2 separate regions of the Mus musculus genome follow, and region 1 is linked to region 2. Evidence: chromatin contacts called from public Hi-C data. All regions are on one chromosome and are shown on one strand. Each heading gives the region's core, a stretch centred on a gene start, on an enhancer-like site or on the middle of the called end of the contact. The rest is flanking DNA. Distances are from core to core; before and after follow the strand shown.

Evidence for each region. A called contact is a pair of places that touch in the nucleus more often than the background predicts.
Region 1: a contact with region 2 is called in a Hi-C map of regulatory T cells, with 4 times the contacts expected there. The contact joins two enhancer-like sites. A contact is called at or near these places in 2 of 39 promoter capture datasets (HPC-7-derived erythroid cells and hippocampal neurons), 5 of 484 Hi-C or Micro-C datasets (CD4 T cells, Th1 cells, cortical neurons and 2 more), 1 of 115 datasets of contacts at active chromatin or transcription factors (embryonic stem cells) and 1 of 9 other capture datasets (embryonic stem cells).

The regions. Positions count from the first base shown.
Region 1 is chr6:143,077,690-143,080,389 of GRCm38.p6, forward strand. C2cd5 (C2 calcium-dependent domain containing 5) reads right to left here. Exons shown (of 29, transcript NM_001362113.1): 6 at 2,180-2,335; 7 at 574-772. Among named protein-coding and RNA genes, the nearest start is that of C2cd5, 21 kb to the right of the region's middle. Within about 2 kb of position 1,407, at least 23 of the 459 cell types and tissues checked have an H3K27ac peak or open chromatin away from gene starts, as enhancers often do. A contact at or near this core is called in Th1 cells and regulatory T cells, where this site is marked.
Region 2 is chr6:142,778,783-142,781,482 of GRCm38.p6, forward strand. No RefSeq gene overlaps it. Among named protein-coding and RNA genes, the nearest start is that of Gm46981, 3.6 kb to the right of the region's middle. Within about 2 kb of position 1,354, at least 69 of the 459 cell types and tissues checked have an H3K27ac peak or open chromatin away from gene starts, as enhancers often do. A contact at or near this core is called in Th1 cells and regulatory T cells, where this site is marked.

The DNA of each region.
Region 1 (2,700 bases), core at 157-2,656, 300 kb after region 2:
TGTTTGGTTTGGTGTGTGTGTGTGTGTGTGTGTGTGTGTGTGTGTGTGTGTGTGTGTGTGACAGAGACAGAGAGAGACAGAGAGAGACAGAGAGAGACAGAGAGACTAAACACCAGTATCTAAAATTTACTACCTAGTCTTTCAGAGAAAAGTTTGCTTAAATGTGCACAGTGCTGAGCACCTCCATCCCAGCTCTTGTAAAGCTAAAGATAGTTTAGAGCCAAGAATTCTGGATCAAGGTTTTATTTTTATGAACTGCCTGCAGGGGCAGACCCTGGAGCCTGAGAACCGTCTACAGGGCGACCTGCAGTGCTCTTTACACACCGCCAAGAGTAAATATAGTGACAGTTAGGAGTCTCCTAGAGAGGAAGGCAAGTTCCACACCAGACATAAATATTCATTTTTATGCTTTAGATAGATGACGTCTAAGGACCTGAAATATTTAAGAAAGATCACACAAGTAAAACTGTATGTTGAACACTGCTACCAGAAGGTGAGAGCAAACGGAGCTTGAGGTAAAAGACAGAAAGCTCCTGGGAAGCTGCTCACTGCCGCTCACGGAGCCATACTTACTCCTTCAGTTCTCTGGATGGGGAGCTGCATGCAGGAAGGAACGCTGCTGGGCTGCTCAGTTTATCCAGAGTGCACGCCGTTCCTATGGCTCGGACCACTAACCCAGACTCGCCCTCCAGATCAAAGCACTGCAAGTACCCAACAACTGCATTCCCTCTCATCTCGAGGACTTTCAAGCCAATCTTTCTCTGTAATTCACCTACAGAAAGAAAGAGACTCATTAGTAACTTCATACCTCTGTATTAGATACAGAAAAGGAAGGCTATAACAGCAATATAAAACCAAGAGTTTAGAAATCACGGCTTCTGGGGATTTGATGAGGCTCCTCGCTGGGGAGGTAAGATGCTACTGGCTACAAGCTGAAGCATGGTGAGTAAATGCTCACTCATCCAGCCATCCATGCGCCTCAGTGAGAAACAGTGTGAGTTCTGCACTGTATGCCGGCACTCTTCATGTCAAGGTGTTAGACAGCTGGATGAACAAGGAAGACATGCTCCACATTCAGGGAATGGAGAGACAATTCAATGACCCAAGTTCTGCTATGCAAGCATGAGGACCTGATTTCAGTGTGTGTGTGTGTGTGTGTGTGTGTACAAACTCCCAGCAGCAGAGTCCTCTGGCCAATTGATGAGCTCCAGGTTCAGTGAGAGACTCTGCCTCTAAAACATGAAGTGGAAGGTGATCAAGAAAACAAAGGAACAGATGTTAACCTCTGGTCCACACATACCACACATGCACACTCGCACAAACAGAGCAAGTTCCACATCTTCTGGCACATATCTACTGCTCGTCAGACAAGTGGCAGAGAAGGTCAGAAGGCTACATAGTCAGTTCTCAAGAAAAGGCTGTGCACAGGGAACATGTGAGCAAAAATACACAGCTTGCCTAAGCTGCGATTCCAAACGATGCAAAGGAGGAAATTGCAACTGCTAACTGCTCTGAGCTCCTTCCAATCTACACAATGCACCCCTTACATTAGACCACCTATAACACAATGTCCTTTTGCTATCCAGTTAAGTGACATTTCAAGGGGCCAGGCGAACAGCTCAGTCAGAAAAGTGTCTAAAGTACAATCAAGACCTGACACAGTGCTCAGTTACCAGAAACCACGGTTTTGGTTTTGGTTTTGGTTTTTTTAAAAAGTAGCTTACATTTGTAATCAGAACACTGAGGAATGGATTCCTGGAGATCAATTAGCCAGTCAAACTAGTCTGGTGAGTTCCAGACCAGAGCAAAACCATGTTGTTTTTTTTTTTTAGTTTTGTTTTATTTTGTTTTTTAAAAAAGGGGAAAAAAAGGGATTTTCTTTTTTTGTTTTTGTTTTTTTAACCGACAGTGACTGAGGAATACTTAAGGTTGTTTTCTGGCCTCCACAACAACACACATACCTCTGTGTTCACCAGCTCACACACACTGACACCCACATCTGATTTAGATCTCTACTTGTTAAAAGTGTTCAACAGCTTAATGGGGGAGTGCCTGGGATAAGGAATCAACACTTAAAAGTCACAAGCTTTGCTGCCAAATGTCAAGCACCATGTGAGAGGGAGGAAAGTGAAGATCTTAAGACTGATCAATCAACAGTAAAGGAGCTTTCCTGGACTACCTGACATCAAGGAGATGAGTCTCTGCCTGGCTTCATTCGATGCCCTTGGGGTGCGGATCCGATCAATCCACTGATACTCGGGATCCTCATTGACCACAAGTTCTTCTACAAATCCGTGGATTACCACAGCTCTGTAGCACTTTGGAATAGATGTTGCTGTTAAAATAAATTAACTATTATCCATTAATAAATCACAAAGCCAAACTTAAATCTTTAAAACATATACATATAAACAAATGATGAAAAAGTATCCATGCAGCTTTTATTTTTTAGATTTTTTTAATGCAAGATCTCCTACAAAACCTCAATGCAATCATGAGTTCTCAGAGAACCTGTTAGATCTGTTTTATCCTAAAAATAATTTCCTGTCATCAGACCTCTCACTTTTCTCACATAAGAATAACAAACGTAAACTGTACTTTCATGATTCAGAGAATAGCTAGACATTAAATAGAAAATCAAACTATCACAGTATCACATGAATCTATACAAGTTAAAAATAAATTTAACCCCCAGAACTC
Region 2 (2,700 bases), core at 104-2,603:
GCCTCGGTGGCTCACTGAGAGCTGGTAAGTCCAGCTCCAGGGGATCTAACACCATCTTCTGACCTCCACAGGCACCTACAGACCAGTGCACGTACACACATGCATGCACTGACACAGATGCACATAACATTTTTAAATTAAAAAAATAAAGTAAATTCAAAGGATATGCAGAGAGCAGAGCACTTGGGGTTCCACCTTACCTCCGGAGTTGCTGAGCCCCTTCCTGGTCCCCAGCAGGGATCTCTTTCCACCCTCCACACCCTCCTCACTGCTGATAGCTGAGCACTAGCTGTGTCCCCTACTTTCTACCTGTCTTAAATATGCCCTCTTTCTTCACAGCTGGTTGCTCCATATTCATGTGTATTTTAAATGACAAAGATCAGAAGAGAAAGCCAATCTGTTTACTGTCACTATCTTGTTCCAAGCTGGTGGGTACCTTAAATTACACATGTCACCTCTTAGCCTGAAGGACACATGCCTCTGCTTGGGGGAGGGGGAGATTGCCTGTAGACAAACCTCTTGTGACTTTGTTCATTCACCCAAGGTGACTCGCTCACTTTTCATACACGTTCAGTGACTGTTTGGCTACCTAGCACTGTTGCCTTATTGCTGCAGACCATAAAATTAACCTCTATATATCTTTTCTTTTAATCCACACAGCTCTATAAAGGAAGTATTTTTCTTCCTCTATTTTATAGATGTGAAAATTGAGCGATAGACAGCTATAACTACCGGGGGTCAGACACTAGGTGGCAGCTCTAGAACATACTAAGGCAGCAGATGGGCGATTGGTAAGGCTTCTTCGGAGATGGCCCCTCAGCCAACACCAAAGCTCTTAAAACAACAATTCACTATAATTAATAATTGTGCAAATATGTGTGCTAGCCCTCCCCTGGCGTGAGAGGTGTAGAACCCGGGGCTTCGGTCTAATAGTCTGCATATTAGGAAAGCCCACTCAGTGGTCTGTGCGCACGGAGTTGCTAGAACCCTGTAGTTGAAGAAGTTGGAATAAATACAACAGGGTAGGACTCAGGCTCAGAAACTGTCCCATGCCCTCGTTCCTCAACACTCTCCCATGACAATCGTCCTCTGGTTCTCAGTCAGCCTCAGACATCGATTGCTACCAGCCCTCTCCTACAGACCCAGACCTGTTCGGAGGTGAGGTTCCCAGTGCTGACTGGCCACGTTAGTATTTCCAAGATGTATAATCCCTGGCCTTCATGACACCCTGACCCCCAAACAAACAAATCACGAGAGCATTCATGTCCATTTAGCAAAAAGCCTGATGCTCTGACAGGTAGAGAGCAAGACAGGAAAGTCGGGACAGGATGTGGCTAAGGAAATGTCACCATGCTGCTATACACGGTGCTTCCCATAATGCACTGGTGTTCTGTCATCATCTTCCTGTCTCTCTGGGGTCTGTTCCTGGAAAGGCACCTCAATTTAATGCAAGGGGATGGCTTTCCCAAACCTCGGCCATTTGCTTCACAGGAAATAGTGAGGCCTTCAAGTTCCCTTTCTTTGATTTGTGCATTTCACATTTGTTATAGCAGAAACCCATGTTCAGACAAAGCTGTGCAGAGTGGAACAGAAGAGAGACCAACGGCTAATGTGAGCACACCATGCCTTGTCTGTCCAGGGGAGTTGCAGGCAGTTCATGCCCAGCCGTAATTAGCCCTTCACTTGATTGGCACCTCTGGAGGCATACTGTGACAAGGCTTGTCACCCTCTGGCCTCAGTTTTCTTTGCGTTCGGAGTTCCCACCGGTCTTTGGAGTCTCAGGGGAAACATCACTGAAGCCTAATGAAGGCTCACAGCTCAGGAGCTGACCATGCCAAACAGGATACAATTGACCTTCATTAGGAACAAAGGAAGAAAGAAACGAGTAATATTAATAGTATCCATTTGCATAATTGCCTGATTGAAACATTTCTGTCTGGGGATGAATAAACTCACTTCTCAGTCTAGCCTATGCTACCTAGCAAGGGTTAGTTGACCACCCTCATTTATTTTAATTAAAATCCCACTTGGGCCAATTACTCAGGAATATACCCTTTCTCCCCAAAGCCTGTCTAATCATTAGAGGGCATTGTCCCACAGCTTGGCTGAATGTCCCCTCAGCGGTCAGTGACACCAATAGATGCTGGTGACAGGCGATTTAAGTAATGGAGAATGACTACAGACCACTGTTTGCTTTTCTCTATGGGAGCAAATTCTATGTAAGTTAATATAAACTGCCGAAATAAAGAGCAAATTTGAAATGAGACAAAATCACGGTTTCATAAATAAATAAATGTATACACACATATTTATCCTGTTATTGAGTGATGCAGGATTTGATCCTATTACGTTCAAAGAGTCTCCTCTTTTATCCCAAAGGTAATGGTGATAACAGCCCCAAGATTACTAAGGGTTTGTAAGCCCTCCTGGCTGACTACCACTAACGCTGAAAACTTGAAACTACTCCTGCATATGTTTCAAAGAAACTGGGGGAGGTGGAGAGAACCCAAAAACCTGCTGATATCCATTTGCCCAAATCTGTTTGTTATAGTTTTGAGATGACAGCCTTCACGCTTTGGGAAAGGAATTATCCAGATTCTCTTTATCTAAATGGAATAATAATTAGTTGTCTCTAATTAGCTTCCTAATTGGCTACTTGTGGGGCTTGCTGAATTGATGGCTCATTGGCTCCTGTGTCCT